Linked DNA regions of Mus musculus: region 2 is linked to region 1. Evidence: chromatin contacts called from public promoter capture Hi-C data. All regions are on one chromosome and are shown on one strand. The core of a region is the stretch at or near the end of the contact, and the rest is flanking DNA. Distances in the headings are between cores, read along the strand shown. Region 1 holds the start of Lzts1 (leucine zipper, putative tumor suppressor 1). Region 2 holds the start of D130040H23Rik (RIKEN cDNA D130040H23 gene).

Region 1 (7,445 bases), core at 4,228-6,727:
ACATTCCTCAGCCCTGGGGAGAAATTAGCTTAAAGACAATTAGCCCGTTAGCCACCAACCGTGAGCACAGAAGCAAGCTGAGTGTCACTGGGGGAAGTGGTCTGTAGTAGCCTGTCACATGTGGAACATTGAATTGAAATCTAGTAGGAAAGGAAGCTCACCAAGTCTCCCATGCCTAGTTTATGGCAGTCTTTGCCTATAATCTCAGCACTTAGAAGGTTGAGGCAGGAAGACTTTGGTGACTTTAAAAGCCTAGTTAATGAATCCTGGGCTACAGAGTGAAACCTGTGTCTTGTTACTTCGCTGTTTCTGTGATGAAACATGACGACCGAAAACAACCCATGGAAGAGGTTATTTTAGTTCACAATTCCTGTGGATCCTCATACATCCTTGCTCAGGGGCCTTATCATATCCTTTGTGAGATATGGAGAGTCCCCAGCGTGACTTAAATGTAGTCAGACTGGGGTTTTAGACATAACATAATATTAAGTGTTTGACTTATGGTTTCATTGTGGCTAGAGACAGGCAAGCCTAGTGGCAGAAGCAGGGAGCTGAGACCACATCTTTAACAGGAAGCATGAAGCAGACTGTGAACTGGAAATGGGTTGAGGCTTTATATCCTCCCAGTGACGTACTTCTTCTTTCAAAGCTGCTCTCTGAGCAGTATACCAATTGAGGACCAAATGTTCAAATGGCTGAAACTATGGGGGACATTTCTCTTTCAAACCACACACACACACACACACACACACACACACACACACACACACACACACACACACACCCTCAAAAACAAACAAACAAACAAACAAACAAACCACTACAGTAAACCAGATGTTTCGCTTAAGAGCTTTGTTAAGCAATTCAGATTTTCATGTGTTGGACTACTGATCCTCGAAGACTCATTCTGGAAATCTGTAGTTTAGGGAAGGTTGAAGAGATTTTCTGTTCTAGAGAGGCTGAGTAGAAGAAGAGAGAGCAGGGGCATTGATTGGACCTTTTGGGTGTAACTGTATGTAAAGTGTCAGATAGGAAGAAAAATGGCATATTATGGCTTGGCAGGGAGAGTACTTTGGGGCATGACTGTCCCCTTCTTGAAAAAAAAGCAGGGGGGGGGTGTGGGGGGGGGTAGGTACACACAGGTACAGCTCAATATCTAATCAACCCTCCTCCAGAGATTGAATAATGCCGATTCAGGTAACTTTGAGTTTTCTAATCACTACTAGAAGATGAGATTGAGCCTGTTCAGTGTCATGAATGGTTTTATTGATCAGAAGAGGTGCTCAGCCAAACACAGGTCTTGAGTGTGACAACTAGACTGATAATGTCAAATTGTCCCCATGAAGCTACCATGCTGAGGGCAAAGTTTGACAACAGTAAAACAGAGAGAGGGACGACCAGAGCCCAGCACCACTGACCCCAAGCAAGGAGTTAAACTCTGAGATTACTGACTCCTGACATGTTTCCCTATTGTTTAGGTCAGGCTGTGCTGGCTTTTTTAGCTACTTGTAAACAGAAGCATTCCCAACTGATATAGAGCTTCATAACAGACCGGTCAAACCCACTGCAGGGATATACTCCAGAAGAGGTGACAGCCCAGGTCCTTTCTAAGCTAGGGTGTTAAATTACAATAGTGTGCTACATTCTACTGGCAAGAAAGGATGGAGAAATTTGCTGAAGCCTTGGCTTTCTAATTTCTCCATAGTCTGGCTCCATCTTGTATGTACATGAAAAGGCTTCCTGGAGGATAATACATGTAAACGAGGTGCCTCAGCCTTATAGTCCCAGTGCCTGGGAGGTGGGCACAGGAGGATAAGAACTTCAAGGTAATCCTTCTTGACAGTTACTAGTTCAAAGTCAGCATGGACAGTGTGACACTATCCTAATAATAATGGTAATAACCATAGCCATTATTATAAATGTATATGTAAATTAGGAAACACACAATCTGGTGCAAGTTAAACGACAAAAACTACTCTTGAAAGCACTTTCTACCCCAGAGGTTGTTAAGGACACCCCTCTAAGACAGGGTGGGGAGAGCCTTATATGAATGAAAACCACAGTTCTTGACTGTTCTTGAGGCAGCTGGGAGACAGGGTAAACACAGTCTGTGGATCTCTTAGACCTTGCGTTTTTAGCCTCATCATATCCCCTCTTCAACATTTGGAGAGTTCCCAGACTCATTTAAATAAAGTCAGCTTTCTTATCTTAAAACACAAGGCCTTGGAGTTTTAGACTTAACATAATATTAAGTGGCCGTGTGATGCTTTATTTTCAACCCCCCCTTTGGTTTTATGCATTCTTTAAAGTGTTCCCCTTGACAGAAATATAGGGCAAGTGTTACTAGACCCATTTGCTCATGAAAAAGTGAGTTTCAAAAAGGATATGACAAAACTAAGTTTGAAGCAAAGGGGCTAGAGGTCTGTCTCCTGAATCTGATACCAACCACTCCTTTGAGATATTGTCTTGTCTATTACACTCCACCCCTGAGTGCATTTATTTAAGGAGTGTGTGTGTATGTGTGTGTGTGTGTGTGTGTGTGTGTGTGTGCGTGTGCACTTGTGTATGTGCATATATGCTTGCTATTTACATGTGTTGGATTTTAAAGATTTGCTGTCAAATAAAAAAGGATGCAGTCTTAGAAGAGAAAACGTACAGAAGAGACAAACCACTGACTTACCTGTTAGCTGATCAGGTTCTGTTCCTCCATGGCCAGCTATGGGTTCTAGAGATGAAGAATGAGATGCCAAGTGCCTTAGTTAGGTTTTATTCCTGTGAAGAGACACCATAACCATGGCAACTCTTAAAAGGAAAACATTTGCCTGGGACTGACTTAGAGTTTAGAGGTTTCGTCCATTATCATCACGGTGGGATGCACGGCAGTGTGCAGGCACACATGGTGCTGTAGAAGCTGAGAGTTCCACATCTTGATCAGAAGGAAACAGAAGGAACCTCTGTGCCACACAGGGGCAGCTCGAGCATAAATAAGACCTCAAAGCCCCGCCAAACACAACAGTGGCACATCTCCAATATGGCCACACCTACTCCAACAAGACCCCAGTTCCTAATTGTGCCACTCCCTATGGACCAAACATTCAAACACATGAGATTATAGGAGCCATTTTACTCAATCCCCCACACAAAGTTAAAACACAGAGCCTGAATCTTAGAGGACAGATTAGTGAGATCAAGGAACCTCTGACTTGGTATACCAGGTTGACTCAAAAGAGTTGACCAGAACTCAAAAGGCCCCTGCCCTATCCTCTGAAACATTTGTTCACCAACACGGATGACCGAGGTCAAATATAACAACAGGTTTGGTGACACATCTTTCTAGACCTGACTCAGGCATAGGAAAGTGTGAGGCATGTGGCCTTAGATGTATGAGGAACGCTTTGGGGATTCTACTGGGGCAAGAGTATAGTATAGGCACATCTAGTCACTGCAGAGCATTCCCTTGGAATAAAGAGCTAATTGAGCTTTTTGTCTTGCTGGTGGTCATGTTATTTAGGTTTTAACTGTGCAGCCACGTCACACATACGTACAAAGTACATCACAGGCTTCCTCTCATCAGTCTGCCTCCTTCACTCTCAACTCACCTCCCTTTACCTCTGAAGTATCCTGTCCATGGGTTGTTTCTATTGTCCCATGGTACATCCAGTTCCAACCTCACACCCAAATACTGCCCACTTTCTACCTAACTGGGCCACAATAGGTTAGTATGCATGCCCAGCTCTCTACCCACGGTGTATTTGAAAGAGATGTCAGTGCTACAGTAAAAGTGTCTTAGTCATGATGAGTCACAATTGTAATCCTAGCTCTCCAAAGAAAAGTCGTGAGCTCAAGGCCAGCCTTGACTACTTACTGAGAATATGTCTCAAAAAAGGAAAAAAGTGCCATATGTAATACCCACTTTGCAGAACAGGAAACTGAGGTCTAGCCTAGGATATGACTTTGTAATAGCAAAGGTAGGGCCAGAACCAGAAAGCTATAGGCTCCTTTGTCCAGTTCTCTGGAATATCACAATCGTGACAAAATTGAGTTTGACCAAGGACAAAGTTGAGTTGACAAAGATCTGTAATCCACCGTCCTTAGTCTCTCTTTGGAGTCCACTGTTACCTTCAAGAGCCAGAACAATTGTTCTGTATCCTCCCTATTCACCAAAATTCCTGAGACACCTCTGAGAAGACATGCTTATACCAAGTCAATGAGTGGGGCACAGAAAGAAGAAAAGGCTTCCATCAAAAGAGGCATCATTCTGCCTGTGGTGGTTAGAGGTGGGAGTAAGGATGGAACTCGGAACTGGAACTGGGGAACGTATAGATAGAGAGACGTCTGGCATAAACTCTCCTGTCTCAGTCTCCCAGGTCTCCCAGGTGCTGGGATTACAGGCTGGCTGGCTATTTATTTTCCCTCTTTAGTGTTCAGGAAGCTAGAATTACATAATTAAATAAAGCTTTAAATTAATCTAGGGTCAAAAGCAGGAGGGAGCAGCAGAGGTTTGGGGCAGGAGAGTGTCAGAAAGACTCTGATTCAGTCATGCTATTAGTGATCCCTACTCTCCTTCCCTTAACCTGCCCCTTTCAGGGCAAAGCTGGCAATTTCTGGACAGCGCCTCTGCCTTCAGACTGGCCTGCTTTTCACTATCTTACCCTCAGTGTACCCTCAGATAGGTGGTGAAAAGTGGGTGGATGGCTGATGCTTTTACTGCTGGGGATCGAAATTAAGGCCACAACCTTTATCTCTGAGCTAATTATCCAGCCCGCCCTGCCTATATATTTCTACTTTATATTTTGAAACAAGGTTACACTTCGGTGCTCCAGGCAGGACTTGAATTTTTAATTCTCCTGTTTCAGCCTCTCTCAAGTCCCTGGGATTACTGGCTAGCATCACTCAGGCTTCTGAAGTGTCAAAATTTAATTGGATCTTTTTGAGGACTGAAGTCAGGAGGCTCTGGGCTCTCTGGTCTATAATCGCAGCAAGGTGAAGCAATACCCTCATAACCCCTCTAGACCGTTAGTTTGGTCCTTAAACCAAGAAACTCAACCTTTTGCTGGGGTTGTGGCTGGGAGTTGGGCTGGAGAAATCACCGGTAAGAGGCAGAGGTAGCAAAGAAGAAGGGAATGCAGAAAATGGGTAAAGAAAATGCAAAGGCGAATAGAATGCAGACAGAGAAAGCAAGAACGAGGAGACAGTGGAAGATGAGGAAAGATAGAGAAAGGCTGAACAGACAGGAACCCCCGAGTGTGATGAAACGAGAGCTAAGAAACTGCGAGCCTGACCGGCGCGGGCTTTGGGCACAGAGGAGCCAGGAGGTCGGAGCAACCCCAGCTGTCAGTCTGGAACAAAGGCCGGGGAGAGAGCAGGACAGGGTGCAGGCAGTGCGGGCCAATGAATGTCGTTGACTCTGGCCCCGCCCCACTCGTGCCCCGCCCCACCCCGCCCCGCCGGCGGCCAGGGACCCAGCGCAAGGGCCAGAGCGCCCGGACGAGCTGGCGGGCTCTGGGAGGCTCCGACAAGCTCACAGTCCGAAAGTTTCTCTGTCTTTCTGCTGCTCCTGGGAGTGTGACTTGAGCGACGCGGGATCCGCCGGCTCTAGGAGCCCTCCAGAAAAAGAGAAAGGGGCACTGCACAAAATACACCGAAAAATCAAAATCTGCAGCCATTTGCAGCTATCCCCAAGGCGGAGGAGGACAGACAGGTAAGGTACGGGTACCCAGGGTCCTGTTCCTCCTTCGTGCAGGGTCTACAGCTCTGCGGACGGCCCAGACACAGGGAAGACTTCGCTTTCTACAGCATACCACTCCCGGGAGTGAGTCCGCTCGTCTGTCGGTCTTTGTCTGTCTGTGTCCGCGTCTGTCTAGGTGTCTTTGTTTCTACATGTAACTATCGGGGTGAAGGGCAGTGGTAGGTGTGGGGGAGTCTTCTTCCCTGTCACTGATTGTATTTCTAATCTGACCCCAGCCGGAAGGAAATGGTGTGCATCAGTCAATCCTTATGTCTTTGTCTGTCAGACCGGGGATTCTCGTAAACCTGAATTTCATCTTGGAGACGTGCATTAGGTGACATGAATGTAGAGATGAAGAAATGAGAGGTGAGGAAGTGAGGCCACAGAGACTGGGGCCCCAGACAGAGGATCCAGCTGCTGGCGACTGGCTAGTGAACTTTACCTTGCTGGCTGGAACTTTGGAGGTACATGTGTCTGGAAGGAATAGGAATGAGCTTGGACGAATACACAGGTAGACAGACACATAGACACACACTGACACACCTCAGTTCACTCCTTTTTCTCATTCACCACAGGGAATCAGATCCCCTCTGTTTTTGCTTCTCATCTGCCCTGGCTTCACTCAGCAATAGAAACCCAAACACCACGGACCAGGTGATGTTTCCCTTCCCTGCTCCAAGTGGAAGGGATTAAACTGTGGCACATGTGAGCATTCTGCTCACCCACGGGTTGTCAGTCCTCAATTTCCCAAGCACTAGAGATGTTTAGGGATCCAAGAACCATGCCTTCTGCCCTCAGGTTTTCTGCATGCTCCTTGGATTGCTGAGGAGCAGGCTCTGGGTTCTGGGTAGCTGTCATCGAGACTTCTCCACCAGAGGGTCTCTCCTCCCTGGAAACACAATCTAGTCTCAGCCCATCACAGAGAGATGAGCTGCCCGCATGCACTTCTCCCAGAACCCAGATCCTGACGGGGGGGGGGGGGGGGCTGCTGGTAAGGGATTTTGAGGATTTGTAACCTGAGCTTCCTTCAAGTTCAGAAACAATTTTCTGCAGGCAGACAGAAGGAAAATGGAGGTGTTTGAAAGGTGTATGCACATGAATATCCAAGTTAGAGTTTACAGGGGTAAGAGTCTTCAAGGTTGGCACAGAGCAGAATGTGGGCAGGAGTCTGTGGGCAGAGAATGCACCCTAATCAGGCAATGGCCCACACCTTGTATTTACCTAGCTCTTTCTTCTGACCATTTTCAGTGCATCATAGATGTTATCTCATTTGTTGTCTCCTTTATCCTCACACCGTAACTACCACATTAGTATGAGATGTGATTTACTCTGTGTCTGCCAGTGAAGAAACAGAGGCACCAAAATGCAAGGGTGTTCCCTGAGATCCCATAACCAATGAGAGCCAAGTCCATCATTAATGAAATCCAAAACTTCATGTCTTAGCTGTGGAGATGGGAGTATAGAGCACTCATCTGCTAGAGTTGAGAAGAACTGTCTGTGTGTGGGGGGAGGGGGAGATGGCGGGGGGGGGGGAATGAGAGCATCCTTCCTGGAGGGTTCATGGAAGGACCAGACATTTGCTTTTGCTCAGGATGATTGTCTTTCCTATTTCTAGCCTATGTCTTGGCGCCCTCTGCAAGGCAAACCTGCTTTAGCCATTCAGTCTGTGCACTCTTGAGACTGAAGGAGATTTCCTTGTGTGGCTATCTACCTCTGA
Region 2 (7,237 bases), core at 2,967-5,466, 87 kb before region 1:
GACACCATGAGAATATGGCCCACCTAAGGGGGGACTCATAGGTAATCACAGAGACTGAATCAACCATCATGGAGCCTGCATGGTTCTATGCTAGGTCCTCTGCGTATGTGCTGTGGTTGTTCAGCTTGGGGATTTTGTGGAACTACTAACAGTGGGGGTTGGGCTGTCTCTGACTCTTTTGCCTTCTCAAGGAACACTTTTCTTCCTAGTGGGTTTCCTTGAAATGAGGGCTTATGCCTAGTTTTATTGTATCTTGTCTTGCCTTGTTCAGTTGATATCACTAGGAGGCCTGCTCTTTTTTGAAGTGAAATGTAGGAACACTGGACATGAGGGAGAGTGCAGATGGGCTCTACACACAAATATGTGTCTATGCTTGTGTCTATGTTGTGTGTGTGTGTGTGTGTGTGTGTGTGTGTGTGTGTGTGCGCGCACGTGTGTGTGTGTGTGTGTGCCCAGAGAGGTTAAGAATAGACCATCAGAGCCGGGCGTGGGTGACACGTGCCTTTAATCCCAGCACTCAGGAGGCAGAGGCAGGTGGATTTCTGAGTTCGAGGCCAGCCTGGTCTACAAAGTGAGTTCCAGGACAGCCAGGGCTATAAAGAGAAACCCTGTCTCAAGAAAAAAAAAAAAAAAAAAAAAGAATAGAACATCAGACCACCTGGAGGTAGAGTTACAGGTAGTTGTGAACCACATGATATGGATCCTGGGAACTGAACTCTGGTTCTCCGGAAACACATCAAGAGCTCTTTACCACTAAGCCATCTCTCCAGGCCTAGGTCCCCATCACCTCTTTTCTACCAGTTTCTAAACCCTTTGTAATATTTATATATGACAAGCCTGAAAGTAGAATACAACATTCAGAAGTTCTAGAAACCAGACAAACCTTCAGAATGCCTGTGTGTGCACACTGGGCAGTGATGTTACAAGAACCACAGCATCCCACAGCAATCCACACTCAGGGAAGCTCAGAGGCCAGGGGACACTACCCAAGTCTCCACATGCTTCAACAGAATCCAGTCTGGTTCACATTCCATCCCAGTCCCAATGACTCTGACAGCATAGCTGGCCTTATCTCCCCTAATCTAGTCAGCAGACCCCACACCTACCATGGTATGGCTAGTAGTCTCCATCACACTCCCTACAGCAGCACCAGAGGAGAATTCTGGAAGGAACCCACAAACTACCTTTCACTGGTGTTTCTGATTATTAGGACTTCTCAGAGTCTCTCATTAGCTAGGTCTTCCCAGCAGGGTATAGGACAATAGCAGCTCCCCTACAGGGTGAGCAGAAATCAACAGACTCAAATAGGACAGGCCTTCCACAATAGAGGCAGACAGGTCCCTAGTCTGGAAAACTTGTATTTTAGTAGAAATTCTTCCAGTCTCCCAGAGCACTTCCTGTCTCTCTTCCATGACATGAGGTCCCTTTGATACTCAATGTCTAGTGGAGCCATTTCTTGATCTCACAGCTGGGAAGTCCTGCAGCCAAATTTAGGTTAAATTCAACCAGTAACAACAATTAAAGCAAAAAGAGGCCATTTCATAGAATGCATAAAGGAGTATATAGGAGAAAGGAAAAATAATTTGTAAATGATGTAATTACAATTTCAAAAATTATATTTTAACGTTGAAACCCAGCTTTATGGCCCCACCTGCTCAAGGGACTATCGATTTGTAGAAGACCACACCTAGGATTACTCACACCTTTTCTCTCAGACTCTCCATTTTCATCCAGGAAAAGCAACACTCCTGTTAGACATGGCCATGTCAGTTTGACCAGATCTTCTGTACTGGTTAAACTAGTGTAACTACAGTAATTTGGTTCCTAGAAATAAATTCAGTTCTTTATTCAGATTCTTGATTGCATGTCCTGTGGACCCAAGAAACAGGACATTGATTGATCACCTAAAATTGACTCCCAGAGTACTCATTGGTAATCCCTACTGTTGCCAGAGCAAAAAAGCTCTCACCACCCTTCCTGACCCTGCCTTTCTGTGCTGTGACTACAGCAGTTTCAAAGTTGGTCAGTGAACTCGGTTCTAACACAAGTTCCTCTTCATTTGTAATTTCCTAATAGAAGCCAAGGAGGGCAGAGGACAATCATTCATTGGTCTCTTTTCCCTTTTCCTGGAAGGAGTTGCAGGACTGCCTTTCAAGCACTAGGCAGCAGAGGCAGGATTAGGTGTGGAAAGCAATGATAAATTGCAAGCCTGGGCTATGGGAGACATTGCTGTAAACAGAAATCAATACATAAATAGCATTTGAGAAAAACAGAATAAAATTCCTAACGAGAAGGAAACACTGGAGAACAGAAAGAAATAGAGATTGGAGCAGTGACACATTTAAAGAAAATTACATTTAAAAAGTGATACCAATAACTGACTTTTTTAAAAGGTAAAAATGATGTATAATTTTGTACTTAACTGATGCTTTAGCTACACTGGGTACACAGTACACCGTGTAGCATAGGACCACCACTTAGTTGGAGAATGCTATGACAAATGTGGTCAGCATTGCTGGTGCTCTGTCTGTATTACTCTACTGAGCACATCAGTACATCCCGCCTACCTGCTAACTCTAAGCCCTCTGGTATATTTGTCTCTTGCTATTTTAGTTTTGCCTGTCACCCTAAGTCATTGCAGCAGGCTCAGCGTGCCGAAATGTACGTGTATCATCTCCCTTGACGGACAACTTTTAACAAATTGCTGACTGGAGGTGATGTGTAAAAGCATGATCCCAGCCAGCTGCTTCTCCTGGTGGGGAAACTCCCCGTGTGCTTTACATTGCTTTGGAGTTTCCCTGTGGGGATTCACCTTCAGTTGTTCTCTCTGCTTTTCTCACTTTTCTGCTCCATTACCTCTTCTATGTGTACAACCAAAACACTTTTTTTATTTGAATTACTGTCTCAGTTTCCCACATATAACCTAAATTAAGAAAATAAAAAGTGTACATGTTATTAAGTTAAAAAATTTTTAAAAGGTAAAAATAATTGAAAAAAAAATCTTAGCACTATTGACCTGGAAAAAGAGTAGATCCTTCCTTAGTAGAGGGAATGCCATTAATAAGATATCGATTGACCTTGCCTCTGGGCACAGTGTTAGCTGTTGAGATGTATAACCCATGACACACAGCTACAGCCAGTGAGTGGCCTGTGTCTCAAACCTCTGAGCTGACTTAACTGTGTCAATCCAGGTTTCTACTGGATCTACCAGGTTTGTTCCTCAGTTTGAGAAGGGGCAGTGCTCCTTTTCCACACAGGAAAGCCTCAGGGAAAACCTTGCTAGATCAGGCCAGCCCTCAACACAACAGTGCCCTTCCTTTTCAAAGAGCTGTGTCTTACCCATCGGGCAAAACTATGCTTTTTTAGTGGGAAAAACTAGACCTGTATAGCACACCAGACCTTGATGTTAGTTGTGACCGTGCACTACTTCTTTGAATAGCTTTTAGACAACTAACTGCCTTTTAATATGCGGATTGCGTTAGTGGCTGGTTGTAAATCTTTTGTTAGAGTTTGGGGCCAAATGTCGAGACAATTCTGGTGAGTGAACATGTGTTTCTGATCACCTCATGTCTAAGAAGCCTGGTTAGCATACTACTTATCATCATCTTTAGGATGCTTTAGAGGCAGCCCACCCTTAGCTAAACTCTACTTTGCGTGACTTATTATCTCCTAAGCATTGGTAAATCCTTTCCATCATCAACTCTACCCTTCTCCATCACAGATTATTAGCGGAGTGCTAACGAACACATGAAACGCCATTTACTACCTCCCCAAAACTAACTCCAAATGGATCGTACTCCTAAATATTAAATATGAAGCACAGAAATTCTAGAGATGCTAGAGAAACTGGGACTCTCTGAGTTTGGCAAACTGCCATCTTCAGATGCAACAAAAGCCTGGTGAAACTGACTACAAGGATACTTCTACACACTACCCCTGTTCCCAAGGCTCTGCGCAGATGCAGCTCCCAGACCACCACTGGGGTCTAGGGAGATGCAAATACCACAAAGAATCTCACAGCAGGCTGCATCTAACCACTGCTTCCCATCCGACCCCAGGGAGGGCCAACCACACGGGCTCCCGAGGTTCACAAGCCCACTGCTCACCAGGCAACCGCCCCTCGCTCACCATATCTTCTCTCCCAGGCTCGCGCTTAAGCCGCAGGTAGTGGCAAAGAACCACTAGCACTAAGGAAGCTTCAGATTCCAGCCTGCAGAAAGTCCCCCGGAAGAGCCCGCCTCCCCTTCTGACTGGAGGTCCGCCTCAAGGGTCTGATTGGCTAATGAGACTTGAGTGACAAGAACCTCCCCCTTATGCTTAGAGGATGCAGAAGGGACACAGCACAGTGTTTGCTAGAGCTGATATCAACCCCAAGGCCAGACCTTTCCCGGATATGCACATATTTGCATTTCAGTCGCATTTGCCCCTGCCTCCAACCATTCACCCTTCCGCCTTTCTGCACTCAGCAACATTTCCTTCTTCCTCCTGGACACTGGGTGGCTGGCTTGTGCATCTCATTTCACAATGTGGAGTGGAGTGATTTTTGTGTCCCACAAGTAGAAGGGAGCCACAATATTAACAATTAAGGAGAGATTTTAGGAATCAAAACGTTTGTTCTTTTGCTTGACACTGAGGCTAGGTGAAGTTCAACTGCATGTAACCTGGGAGGCAAGGGTACGTCAGAATATCCTGAGAGAAAAGCTGGAACCAGATCAGAAACACAATGATAGGTATACCTCCCACCAGAAGGCTGAATGGTACTCCACTCCTATAGGAGTTTTCCTCATGAAATGCAGGCCTGTCTCCTGACAAATTAGTAATAATGAAAAGTATAGTCTCCATGGTAACTTGAATACTTAGAATGAATTGGTTCATAGAAACATGCCTTTTATGAACACTATTCTTAGCCAGCATGTTCCTGAGTTAAGGTGAAAAGAACATAGCTGTGTATTAGTGAAGGTTCTCTAGATGAACAGAAGGGATAAAACAGATCTCTATGTAGGTAGAAAGGGAATCTATTAGAATGGCTCACAGGCTGTGGTCCAGCAAGTCCAAGAAGGGCTGTCTACCAACTAAAAGTTGAAGAATTCACTAGTTCAGTCCATTAGGCTGGTTGTCTCAGCCGGTCTTCAGTATAACCCACGATTTTAAAGATAGGGGCTCTAATGCCAGTAAAGAAATGAACTTACAAAAGTAGGCTGTTACCAGAAGGTGTGGCCCAGATTAAAGGTGAATATTGTCACCTCAAAAGATCCTGAAATGTCTTTCCACTTTAAAAGCTTTAATTAAAATCCCTCGCATGTTTTCAGCCCATTGGGTTTTAGTTAATTCCAGATGTATTCAGTCTGACTATCAAAAATTGCTATCACAGCAGACAAAACAGAAATGCTGAGCCAAAGTTCTTACCTGTATGGGCATGGGAGTCATTTCCAAAGCAATGCTGTTTCTCAAAAAAGGAAGCATGGGGATTTTTCTTAGGAAGCCTGGACACATTCACGTGGAGTTCTGCTTATTCCTCAACATGCTCATTTAACAAATACACTTTTGAACATGGTCGCAATCTAAAAGCAGAGACGTTTATGTGCCTTCTAACTCAAAGTCAAGCAGGAACATAAAAAAATTATCTTAAAAGATGGAAGGAAATGTCTCCGGCATGTTCATCTTGTACCACAAGATCATAAATGAAAATCATGTGTTAATCTAGCCAGGAGAGAATAAGGCCACTACCACAATTTTGAGCCAAATTTGAACCAAGCTTGATTTTATTGGGATGCACCCAAGAGCTAGCCAGCAACTGCCCCCTAAGTCAGGTTAAAGAGAGAAACCCTTCATTTTTGACCCACTTTAAGGAGTAAAATCATAAGATTTGCCAAGCCAGTTTACAGAAGGGAGACATGGAGGCAGTAAAGTAATATGAAAAAATATCTCAAAAACACACACTATGGTCATTATGTGATTAGCAAGAGTGGTTAGGAAGGGTCAGGAATGTTCAAGGCGTCCTCAAAAATAAATCAAGGTCATGAGTTGGGACAGGTCAAGCTCCAGGAAACAAAATTAAAAGCAGCAGCTCAGCTCTTACAGTAAATGGAAACCTATTTTTTAAAAATACAGCATAATGGCTGCTGCCTTCAAAATGGAGTCAGGCAGGTTCCTCATAAGTAAATGAGTCTGTGAATATATCTTACTTAGGAGCCAATAATACCTGTTAATTATGTTTTATACTCTTAAAGATAGATGTATCAATTCAATAATTTTCACACATACAAATGAGAGAGAGCACAAATATAGCAAACATCAAGGAAAAGTCACCTATTGGCACCGTAGACACTGTACTTACAGTGAACAGCTACACTGAGCTATTCTATGCTCAGAAGGCTGCTTTCGCCTCTGAGCAGGCTGGCTCAGAGGAAGGCGATGGCTGTTGCCATGCAGAATAAGAAAGAGTTCATTTTAACCAACCCTGGCTGCTGTCTCTCTCAAGACTGTGACATCCACAAAGATTTATTTTTCTTTTTTATGTTAGTAATGAGTGTTTGCCTGCATGAGTCTATTCAGAACCCACAGAGGCCAGAAGAGGGCAGACGATCCCAGCAACTGGAGTCATAGCATATTATTAGTAACCTTATGTGTCCTGGAACTGGAACCTGTGTCCTCCGGAAAACACCCAGTGCTCTTAACTGCTGAAGCATCTATCTCTCTAGCCTTACTTTTTTATTTAAAATTTCCTTTTATACTGGTTGATTAAAATATATTACATCTCACACACCCTTCCTCGTCCTCTTTCCATCTTGTCCCAAAATTTTCCTTGTTATGTATAAGCAAGCTCTTAATATATGACTACAACCTGCTGAGTATTTTCTTATTTTTGGCTGTGTGTTTATGGTTTCTGGGCTGATCACATTGCACTGGATAGCCAATTAGGAAGTTTGTCTCTGTCTGCAGCTGATTGTCCTACTTGTAAGAGAATTGTCCTCTTTAGTGAGAATGGGAGTCTGATGCCTTAATGCCTTAGGCTATATTTTTTAAACAAATTTCTCTGCAGTTTGCCTGTGTGATATGATTATGGATGTGTAGACAGATGCAGATATGTAGATATAATAACTGGATGATAACTGTGTGGACCCTTTCTTTACATGGACTCTGAATATCCAGCTCATGTTGCCAGATTTGTACCCAAGAGGAAGTTTTCTCAGTAAGCCTTTTCACTGGTCTGCAAATAACACTTGCAGTAACATTC

Evidence for each region. Promoter capture Hi-C pulls out the DNA fragments that hold promoters and counts their contacts.
Region 2: a contact with region 1 is called in a promoter capture Hi-C map of neural stem cells. The contact joins the promoter of D130040H23Rik here to the promoter of Lzts1 in region 1. A contact is called at or near these places in 2 of 39 promoter capture datasets (macrophages and neural stem cells), 1 of 484 Hi-C or Micro-C datasets (embryonic stem cells), 2 of 115 datasets of contacts at active chromatin or transcription factors (embryonic stem cells and memory CD8 T cells) and 3 of 9 other capture datasets (adipose tissue, liver and pancreatic islet).

What each region holds. Positions count from the first base shown.
Region 1 is chr8:69,182,230-69,189,674 of GRCm38.p6, reverse strand. Lzts1 (leucine zipper, putative tumor suppressor 1) reads left to right here and starts at 5,477. Exons shown (of 4, transcript NM_001370971.1): 1 at 5,477-5,701.
Region 2 is chr8:69,268,083-69,275,319 of GRCm38.p6, reverse strand. D130040H23Rik (RIKEN cDNA D130040H23 gene) reads right to left here and starts at 4,216. Exons shown (of 5, transcript NM_001384124.1): 1 at 4,129-4,216.